2 separate regions of the Zea mays genome follow, and region 2 is linked to region 1. A link is a contact called in public Hi-C data. All regions are on one chromosome and are shown on one strand. Each heading gives the region's core, a stretch centred on a gene start, on an enhancer-like site or on the middle of the called end of the contact. The rest is flanking DNA. Distances are from core to core; before and after follow the strand shown.

Region 1 (4,795 bases), core at 1,017-3,516:
GGATGGCATTTGTTCCGGCGGCCAGCCCAGCCGGTCACCGCTGCCTGCCTTGCCGGGAGAGACTCTGAAAATCAGACTGCATACGTTATACATCTGCTGAGCTGCACACAGAATCCAGAGGAACGAGGCTTTAGCAGTCCGATAACTAGACAACAATCTGAGAAGCAGGCATGTAGCAGTACTGCAATAGTATCAGTGAAGTGTTGTATTAGTACAAATGTATAATATCCGTGCAATAACCTTTCTAAACTAGTTACAGGAGTTCTTTCAGAGCAGACAGTGCAGAACGACAATAAACCTGGACATGAGACCGTATCTTTCTCTTTGCAGCAGAATCCTCCTGACAGCTGGTCAACTACTAAATTTAAGCTGGGTTAAGGCAGTACTGAAAGCCCAACACCGTATGCACACCACCACAACCTTGCTACGTGATCCCACATCATGAACAAAGTACAATCGGGCTAGTGGTATTCCAGAGAAACTCTGGGCGGAAAAAAAATCCTCTACGTTCTGCAGAATGAACAAACAATCTGACGATTTTGTAGTCGTCCTGTAATTGCAGAAAAATAAAATAAAAAATCTTGCACCCACAGAAATGACCTTTTTTCAGATGTAAACAGTGTTCAGTGCATTTATATTAGTTCAATATAATCTCAGCTATACACACTGAACACCAGCACAAGAAGCATGGACCACAGTGGAGGTAGTTCCACTCATTATCAGTTCCTCAATTCTTCTAATTACATGAAAATTTGACCTTTCAAGCAAGCCAAAAGAAGCTGGCACTGGCAGAGGCCCCAAAAAAAAAAAACTGCCAATCAGGCAAACGCGCTCATTCAGCCAGGGGATCAGAACTCACGAAGCTCGCAACAACATCCATGGAATGACGCAAGCCTTCTGGGACATCAATTTCCCGTGACATCCCTCGCACTTCATCGATCCTGCAGTCCGCGGCTGCCGGTCTTGAGCTCTCCTCCCAGCCGCCTCCAACCTCCGAGTTGCCGTTGAAGCACAGAGCAGGATCGGCACACGCCACGGAGCCCACACTGCACGGCTTCTGAAAAGGGAGCACGCCGCCGACCTCGGCGTCGATCTTGCCCCGGATATCGAGCAGGAGACCCCGGAGCCTCGCCACCTCCGCCTCCAAAGCTGCATGGCCCTGCAGCCGTCTCTGGAGCTGCTGGTTGGCGGCGCGGAGCTTCTTGACCTCCTCTTCCAGAAAGGCCGCGTGCGCCTTCTTCTTCTCCCGGTACTTGCGCACAGCTTCCCTGTTCCCCAGCGGTCTGCGCGGCTTCGCCGAGTCCTCCCTGGCGTCGTCGTCGTCCTCCCCGCCGCTGCCCAGGACCAGGGTGTGCGCGTGCAGGCACGTGTGGGTGTGCATGGCGACCGAGGGGCCGGGCGGGTTGCAGCTGTGCGTGTGGGTGCAGGTCGTCGTGGCGCTGTTGAAGAACTCGTCGAAGCTGTCAGGCATCTCCGGGTGGGAGAAGAGCAGTTGGCAGGGGAGGTCAGCTCCATCGTCCATTGTGGCAGAGAATGTGTGCCGAGAACAAATTTCTCCGCCTGTGGTCAACGGACAAGTCGCACAAGAAAGATGCCTGAAAAGAGAGAGAGAGGTGAAGGAATCAAGAGCTTGTCTAAAAGATGTTCCTTGAAGGGTCTTGAAGCTTTAATAAGAACTGAATTTCTGAGCAACGGTTGCTGGGGGGCAAACTAACGGATCACATCACAAATGAAACAAACTTGCAGGTGCAGGGCAGTAGACCTCACCACTCAGCAGTAGAACCCGGGAGGGAGGAAGGAAACACTCGAGAAAGGACACCAAACTCCAAGAAATGGTGAGCTGCCCGAATTCGGTGGAGGTAAATTCACAAAAAAAGATAGTAGAGGTTGGAAGGGTGAGGACTGGAAACCACCTAGGAGGTATCGGTAAGCTAGCCGGAAAAGCAGGATTCCGGCATCAGAATATCGGAGCGACGATATGGAATCGACGGTAGGGCGTCTCTCGTTCCCTCGCCGCCGAGCTAGCTAACCTCTAGCGGGTAGAAATTTTGTACCTCCCCTTTCTCTCCTCCCCTTTCGCCTTTTCTCGGATTCTTTCTTTATGGTGTCGCCACCGATCTTTTTGGCGACGTCCGATCCAGTGCGTTGCGTTTTAGCTGCGATTGGAGAGGAGAATCCCGGAAAGGGAGCGGCGTTCTGTGTCGTGGAGGAGGAGATGGGACGCCGACGTGATCCGATCAGTGGTGGGCGGTGGAGACGGAGGGAGGGGACGATTCCCTGTTCTTGCCAGTGCTGGGAGGTTTTTGTTGGCTCGCAATGACCGAATCTTTTTGCTTGCGGTGGCCTGCCACTTGGCCTGGTTTTGTCTTTCAGTTGGACTTTTTTGCACCTCAATATTGTTGCCTAGTTGACAATGCACGTCATTGTTCATAAATAACACGAACATGCCAGCAGAGAAGAGTCGGTAAAGTTGCTACAATATTATTCAATCAAACTATATAAAGAGGTAGAATGGAGAAAGCTTATGTATAAAACTTGAGCATCCAAGTGTTGTTTAATACCCATTCTGTCATAATTTATAATTTATTTCACTTTTTTAAATCCAATTTGACCGATTCGTTTTATTAATTTTTTTACGAAAAATAAAAAAATTAAATTCATACTTAAAGTATATTGCTCTCTGTCTCAATTTATAATTTGTTTGATTGTTTACTAACTTTGACCGACTTGTCTTATTCAAAAATATTATAATTATTATTAGTTTTCACTGTGATATTATTTATCATATAATATATTTTAAGTATTGTTTTGATTTTTTTGATTTTTGATTTTTTGGAATAAGACAAACCGATCAAATTTGATATAAAAAAGTCAAATGAATTATAAATTAGCATGAAGAGAGTATATGTTAAATGATATCAGATAAAAAAAATAATAATTATGAATTTTTTTGAACTTGGTTAAAATCACGAATTAGGCACGTTCCATTCAGGATCCCATCCAATGTTCCCAAAATTGTGGTATGCCCGACCATCCACCCTATTCTTAGATGAATGTTGTCCCACGCTCTTTCTCCTCTTCATCCCATCTTCTCTTGAATTACCATTTTAATGTATGCATGTTTTCTGTCTTTTTTAAATAGACAGGAGATCTACCTAATATATTGAAAAGGAGAAAAATGACATGGTAAAATGGTTTAGAACAACCAGGATAAGATCCTAGGCACACGGGCCACTAGCCTAAGGAAAGGGGGAAAAACGAAAACAACCCACAATTAAGAAAAGCATCTAAGAAGATAAGGGAATTATCAGATGTCTAGCCTCTTCCAACTTTCAGGGTGCCGCCTCACACTCTATTTTTACAACAGTTTATTGGTGTCTCGAGAATCTGAGATCAAAGATTCTCGCATTTCTTTCCCGCCAGATTTACCAAATCAAAAAAATCAACAACGATATGAGGCCTTTCCTATTACATTATGCCGACGTGGCTGATCTCTCCCATCAGGGCATAAGGGAGTGGAAGTGCCCCCAATTAGACTGTTTTAGGTCCTCAATGGCCACTCACTAATCCTCATTTTGTCGACCACAAAGGTCACTTTCAACCCTAATCCTCCTTTTGTCGACCACAAAGGTCAAGCCCACACACTAATCTTTGCTCACACGAGCGGGTAACACAAACTTTTTTGTGGTCTTTCACAAGATTTGGAGACTCACAAGCGACACCTAGTCGTTTAGGGGCTTGAAGCTCCAAAAGTAATAAATCCACAAAGAACTCGATGTAGTATCAAAGCTCGAATCAAGAAGACCAAGAAGGATTTAGAGATGAAGCACAAAACCCACAGCTCTCAATCTCACTCAAAGATTTCTCTCAAATTTTTTGAAATGGAAGAGGCAAGAGATATGTGTGAGAGAGTGGGAGGTGTTTCTGAGGTTAGAAATGGAGTTTGGTGCACGCTCTTGTGTGGGGGAGAGAGGCAGGGGTGAGTATATATAGGTGGGACTCCAAAACTAGTCGTTTGACTTTTGTGCTCAAATACGGCTGAGCCGGTATTAAAAACCAGCTGAGCTGGTTTTCTGCATAACATATTCGAGTCGACCCACCGGTTGAGTAGCAGATTGGACCAGAGGGAAAACCGACTGAGCCGGTCCAGAAACCAGATGAGCTGGTATTTCAATCCCGGCTGAACCAACATGAATCCCGGCTGAACCAGTATTTTTCAGAGAGCAATTTTGGCCAAGATAAACTTAAAAAGGTTGTACTACATATTTTCATTAAGGATTAACAAGGGTAAAATAGAAGTTTTGGATCAAGGATTTTTGGCTTTAGTACCAACACCTTTTTGGATCACCCTTGATAGTACAACGATTCCTATACTCAAGTTAAATAAAATATAATTAAGTAAATTCCTTGAGTCATTAGTGTCTCATGTGTGATTCTACATAGTGTTGCTTCGTAAGGATCACAAACATCTTTGTGTCACATTTTGAAGCAAACAAAAATCGAGCCTGTGACTTGAACCATTTCACCATATATGAGTTCAACTCATGGCTTCAAGTCACTTTACTGATGCATCAACACAATATAAATATTCATATTTGATAAGTAAATTGACTTAGTGTAAGTACTCTCTCCTTCACCTTAGTCATGGTACCTCGATCAACAAACCGTCGATTGACCTTCACCTTCGCTTAGTCCCTCGAAGCACTTACCTTGCTATTTTCATCTCATCAAGTCATTCTTGAGCCACATCATATTAAGAATCCATTGAGAGAATCATTTCTTCAATATTGTGAAT
Region 2 (4,795 bases), core at 1,310-3,809, 220 kb after region 1:
TAGCAAGTATACAACGGCACGTGAAGACGAAGACGAAACAAAATGAAAGCATGCTTCATACGGTCACAGTGGCGGCTTCATTCAACGCAACAACTCCCGGAAGCTCCTTTCCTTCCAACAATTCCAGGCTAGCGCCACCTCCCGTGGAAATGTGGCTCATAACGTCAGCAACTCCCACCTTCTCGACGGCGGCGACGGAGTCTCCGCCTCCGATGATAGTTGTGACGCCCTTGCCGCTGAGTTCTGCCAGCTTCTTTGCCACAGCCTACAAAAGACGCATCAGCAGGATTAGGTTTCTTTTATCGTTAACCTCTCCTCAGTCCTCAGTTCGATAGCTAAGCTGTATCAGCGTGTTTGAGCAGTGCTTTACCTCGGTTCCTACAGCGAACTTGTCAAATTCGAAGACACCCATGGGCCCGTTCCAGATGACCGTCTTGGTTGTATCCAGGGCTGCGTTGAATGAAGCGACAGAATCTGGGCCAATATCCAGGCCCATCCAACCATCAGGAATTGCAGATGCTGGAACAATCTGTAGGAAAAAAAAAATTATATGGTCAAGTTTCTCCCTACGCAGCAGAACTGAGAGATGCTTCAGCTCCACTACAAAAGATCTGCTGATTAGGAAAAAGAGAAGATGCAACAAACCTGGCTGTTAGCATCAGGGGCAAACTTGTCAGCAATGACAACATCGGTTGGCAGCATAAGGGAGACACCCTTTTCCTTAGCCTTTGCAAGTAGAGACGTTGCAAGCTCGAGTTTGTCTTCCTCGACCAATGAAGCACCAACAGGGAGACCTTGTGCCTTGTAAAACGTGAAGATCATACCACCACCCAAGAGAAGGATATCACACTTCTCCAACAGGGACTCAATAACCCCGATCTTGGATGACACCTTTGAACCACCCACGATGGCAGCAAAAGGGCGTTTAGGGCTTGAAACAGCTCCGACAAGGTAGTCGAGTTCCTGCAAATTGATTTTATTAGATATAAAAGGATCAGATTGAGATCAAGGAGGGGCGTCTTTCATAGAGTTACAAAATGGAACATGTAGACATAGAGAGATAACCTTCTGCAGAAGGAACCCTGCAACAGAAGGCTGCAAAAACTTGGTAACTCCCTCGGTCGATGCATGCGCCCTGTGGGCTGTTCCAAATGCATCGTTAACATAAAGATCTGCTAGGGAGGCAAGCTTCTGTGCAAACTCTGGGTCATTCTTCTCCTCTTCCTTGTAGAATCTTACGTTCTCAAGCAGCAGAACCCCACCGTTGGGCAAGGCCGCCACCAGCTTCTCAACTTCAGGGCCAATAACATCGTCGGCTTTTTGCACCTATTTGTATGTATAGATACGCTTTAGTCAGAACAATCAATTAGCACATGTGATTTCATTACAAGTACCAATGATGTAGAATAAATCAATACCTGAATGCCAAGAAGCTCAGACAACCGTCCTACAAGGGGAGCTAAGCTAAACTTGGGTGTAAAACCCTTAGGGCGACCCTGCACATCCAGAGCAAAAGGGAGGATATTAATCATGACTGGATGAAAAGATTATTAAGCAGCAATCTGAGATAAATATATTGGTTCAGCAAATCTTTCATAAAATTATCATTGAACCCAATAAGAAAATCTGCAACTAATAGCCAATCTGTATATACAAAACCAGAACTTTAAATAAACAATATCCTATGCAGGTCCTTGGCTGCTACATTGTGACTTGTGAGTGTATGCGAAGAGCAACAGTTACAGAGTCCAATTTTCTAAATTGGAGTCACAAACAGATTCTGAATTAAAAGAGCAGTTTTTCCCTACTTATGTAAGTTCTTTTTTCCTAAAATAAGTATCTTTCACCTTTGCAGAAATTACCAGTTTGTGCCCAAAAACGAAAATAGAATTGATATACTGATAGTTAGCTATGTTGAAGATAAGCTAAAATCATATAGCATGGGAAGCAAAATCACAACTAATAGCTAGGGTCCATATGTATGTACTCCCTCCGTTCTTCTTTATTTGTCGCGGTTTAGTTCAAAAATGAACTAGCGGGCGACAAATAAAATGAGCAAATCAGATTATCACAAAGACCTGAATCCAAGGAGTACTGAATTCCTACATAGTGTGAAGAGCGTGGATATGGGAAGGTCGGACGCCGGGAACTCACCAAGTGGCTTGAGAGGATGACCTTGGCGCCCTTGCTGAGGATGTACTGGATGGTGGGGATGGCGGCCCGGATGCGGGTGTCGTCGGTGATGTTCTGGTTCTCGTCGAGCGGCACGTTGAGGTCGGCGCGCACGAAGACGCGCTTCCCCTCGAGGTCGGCCTCCGTGAGTTCCCCTACGCTCTTCTTCGCCATGGTGGCCATGGCCCGCGTGCCACGCCCGGAGAACGCCTGCCGGCATCGCGACGCGACGTGGACCGCGAGCCGCGCGTCGCCCGCCGCGAAAGCCAGAGACCGTGCCGGCTGGCACGCCGTGGCGAGGCCTCCCCTGCGCAGCGGGGCGGCGGCGGCGGCGGCTGCCCTGGTGGCCGCGCGGGCCGCGAGGGAGAGGGAGGTTGGAGGGGCGGCCGCGGACGCCATTGGGATTCGGGGGGCGGAGGCGACGGCGGCGGCTGGAGCGCAGGGACAGAGAGGGAGCGATTCGGGAGGGCGGGAAGAAGGCTTTGTGGACGATAAAGTGGGGAGGAGATTTGCTTATCGCTGGCGAGAGGTCAGGACGACGGTTCCGGTGGGTGTGTGGGGGAGGAGACGGCGGTGATCGATTACGGCGATGGATGGCGACGTGTGGGGGCTCGGTGGCTTCGTTTTCCCCTGTCCTCTGTGTGATCTGGGATCGCCGTCCCTTCTCAGTCCCACATTTCCGAAACTCGGTGAGTTTACTGGATTTGTCCAAAGGCGGCAGCCCTCAAAAAATAAGTTTTACTCCATACTCGCCAAGCTTTGCAGCCGGCCGCGTTCTCGCCTAAGGTGAATTCCCTACCGGAACAGAACAGGCCGTCGTCTATCTGTGTTCGGCTGCAGCCGCACTGGAAGAAGAAGCTGCGGCTGTCGTTTTTTTCAATCCCACCCAATTCAAGATCAAAACGAACAAGCCAGCGCTGGGTTCTATTCTGCTTAGTGCTGGTCAAGCCGCTGCTGTGGCAGAGTCCGAGATCAGACCATTGTGAAAGCGGCAGCCGTCAGGGACCTTGGCCACGAGTTCTTTCTATCTTGCATATTTGCATCGAGAAATCTTACTCTTCTTCTTCATATACTAGGTGAGTGCCCGTGCGTTGCAACGTAAACATATAATACCACAATAACTTATGTACAAATGTGTGTTATACTATTATAAGAAAATATTTGAGCTTGCACAAACACACTATTTTTACCTCTAACTTGCAATAGTCGTAAATCTTTGTATTTATAAGAAAGAAAAGAATGTCTGAAGTACAAGCCTTCCTGTAAAGGGAGGATGAGACCCACCAAATAACAGAATTACATCTATGGTACTAAACAAAAAAACGCAAACCCCAGACACACAATACGCCTAAAAATAATCCAGATGTCTCCAAATCAAACAAACACATACTATTGATTCCAGAATTTCACCATTTGAAAAAAAAATAAATGAAGGTTAACCTTACAATACAAAATAAACTTCTGTCTTGCGAGGAACAGTAGATTGTTTCTATGAAACAAATGCAAGTACTGTGAGGGTATGGCGGCGTGGTGGCCGGGTCGGGGTTGACGCAGTTTGTGGGGTCTCATACGAAGAAAAAGGTATCTACAAGTCAAGAATCAAGTAAAACCAGATTCTTAGTCATATTCTCCAGATGTAAAAAGTAAAAGTGGGCTGCATTTTAATAAGTGCACCATGACAGGGAATATGGAGACAGAACATTGCTGGATCAAACATATCGTTTTTAGCTTTTAGGTAATAGTATGATTTTGGAAGGATTACATTTCGACAGTTTTATACTGAGAGGCGATGCAACAGAAAATCACAATAAAGTTGAAATGCAAAAGAATATGAAAAATATTACATCCATCAAAAGAAAGTCATGTACGGTTGTACACTGAACTGCAGCCTTCTAGTCACAAAAACTAAGAAGCACAAAAACATGTTTTTGTGAGTCATGCTGGCAACACAAGCGTAGGTTCAAGAACATAAACGTGTGATGAGCCCATGTAATATCATCACAAATCGCTGCATGTTTCTTTGGGTGCAGAATGAGAATAATAAACACAAATTAAAAGGTCAGACGTGTACTAACCTGAGAAGAACAATGAAGATTTTTGGAAATCAACCATTCTACAGGGTGGAAAGAGATGGACCAAATTAAATTATGTACATAGTAAATTTTATAATTAATGTTATTGCTAGAAAGTTTTGAAAGGGAATTAGGCTTACACCTAGTTCCTATATAATTTTGGTGGTCGAATTGCCCAACACAAATCTTTGGACTAACTTGTTTGCCCAAGTGTATAGTGTATACAGGTGTAAAAGGTTCACACTCAGCCAATAAAAAGACCAAGTTTTGGATTCAACAAAGGAGCAAAGGGGCAACCGAAGGCACCCCTGGTCTGGCGCACCGGACTGTCCGGTGTGCCACCGGACAGTGAACAGTACCTGTCCGGTGCACCAGGGGACTCAGACTCAAACTCGCCACCTTCGGGAATTTCCAAGGCGACTCGGCTATAATTCACCGGACTGTCCGGTGTACACCGGACAGTGTCCGGTGCGCCACGGAAGGTCGGCCTCAGGAACTCGCCAGCCTCGGATTCGCGCGGCAGCCGCTCCGCTAAAATTCACCGGACTGTC

Evidence for each region. A called contact is a pair of places that touch in the nucleus more often than the background predicts.
Region 2: a contact with region 1 is called in a Hi-C map of ear, with 2.5 times the contacts expected there. The contact joins the promoter of LOC100281237 here to the promoter of LOC100274522 in region 1. A contact is called at or near these places in 2 of 25 Hi-C or Micro-C datasets (ear and tassel).

Annotation. Positions count from the first base shown.
Region 1 is chr6:167,487,588-167,492,382 of Zm-B73-REFERENCE-NAM-5.0, forward strand. It overlaps LOC100274522, which reads right to left and starts at 2,267. Exons shown (of 1, transcript NM_001148879.1): 1 at 608-2,267. The coding sequence starts at 1,522. The coding sequence ends at 833.
Region 2 is chr6:167,708,752-167,713,546 of Zm-B73-REFERENCE-NAM-5.0, forward strand. It overlaps LOC100281237 (phosphoglycerate kinase), which reads right to left and starts at 2,560. Exons shown (of 7, transcript NM_001154156.3): 1 at 2,155-2,560; 2 at 1,419-1,496; 3 at 1,066-1,326; 4 at 646-963; 5 at 371-529; 6 at 62-265. The coding sequence starts at 2,355.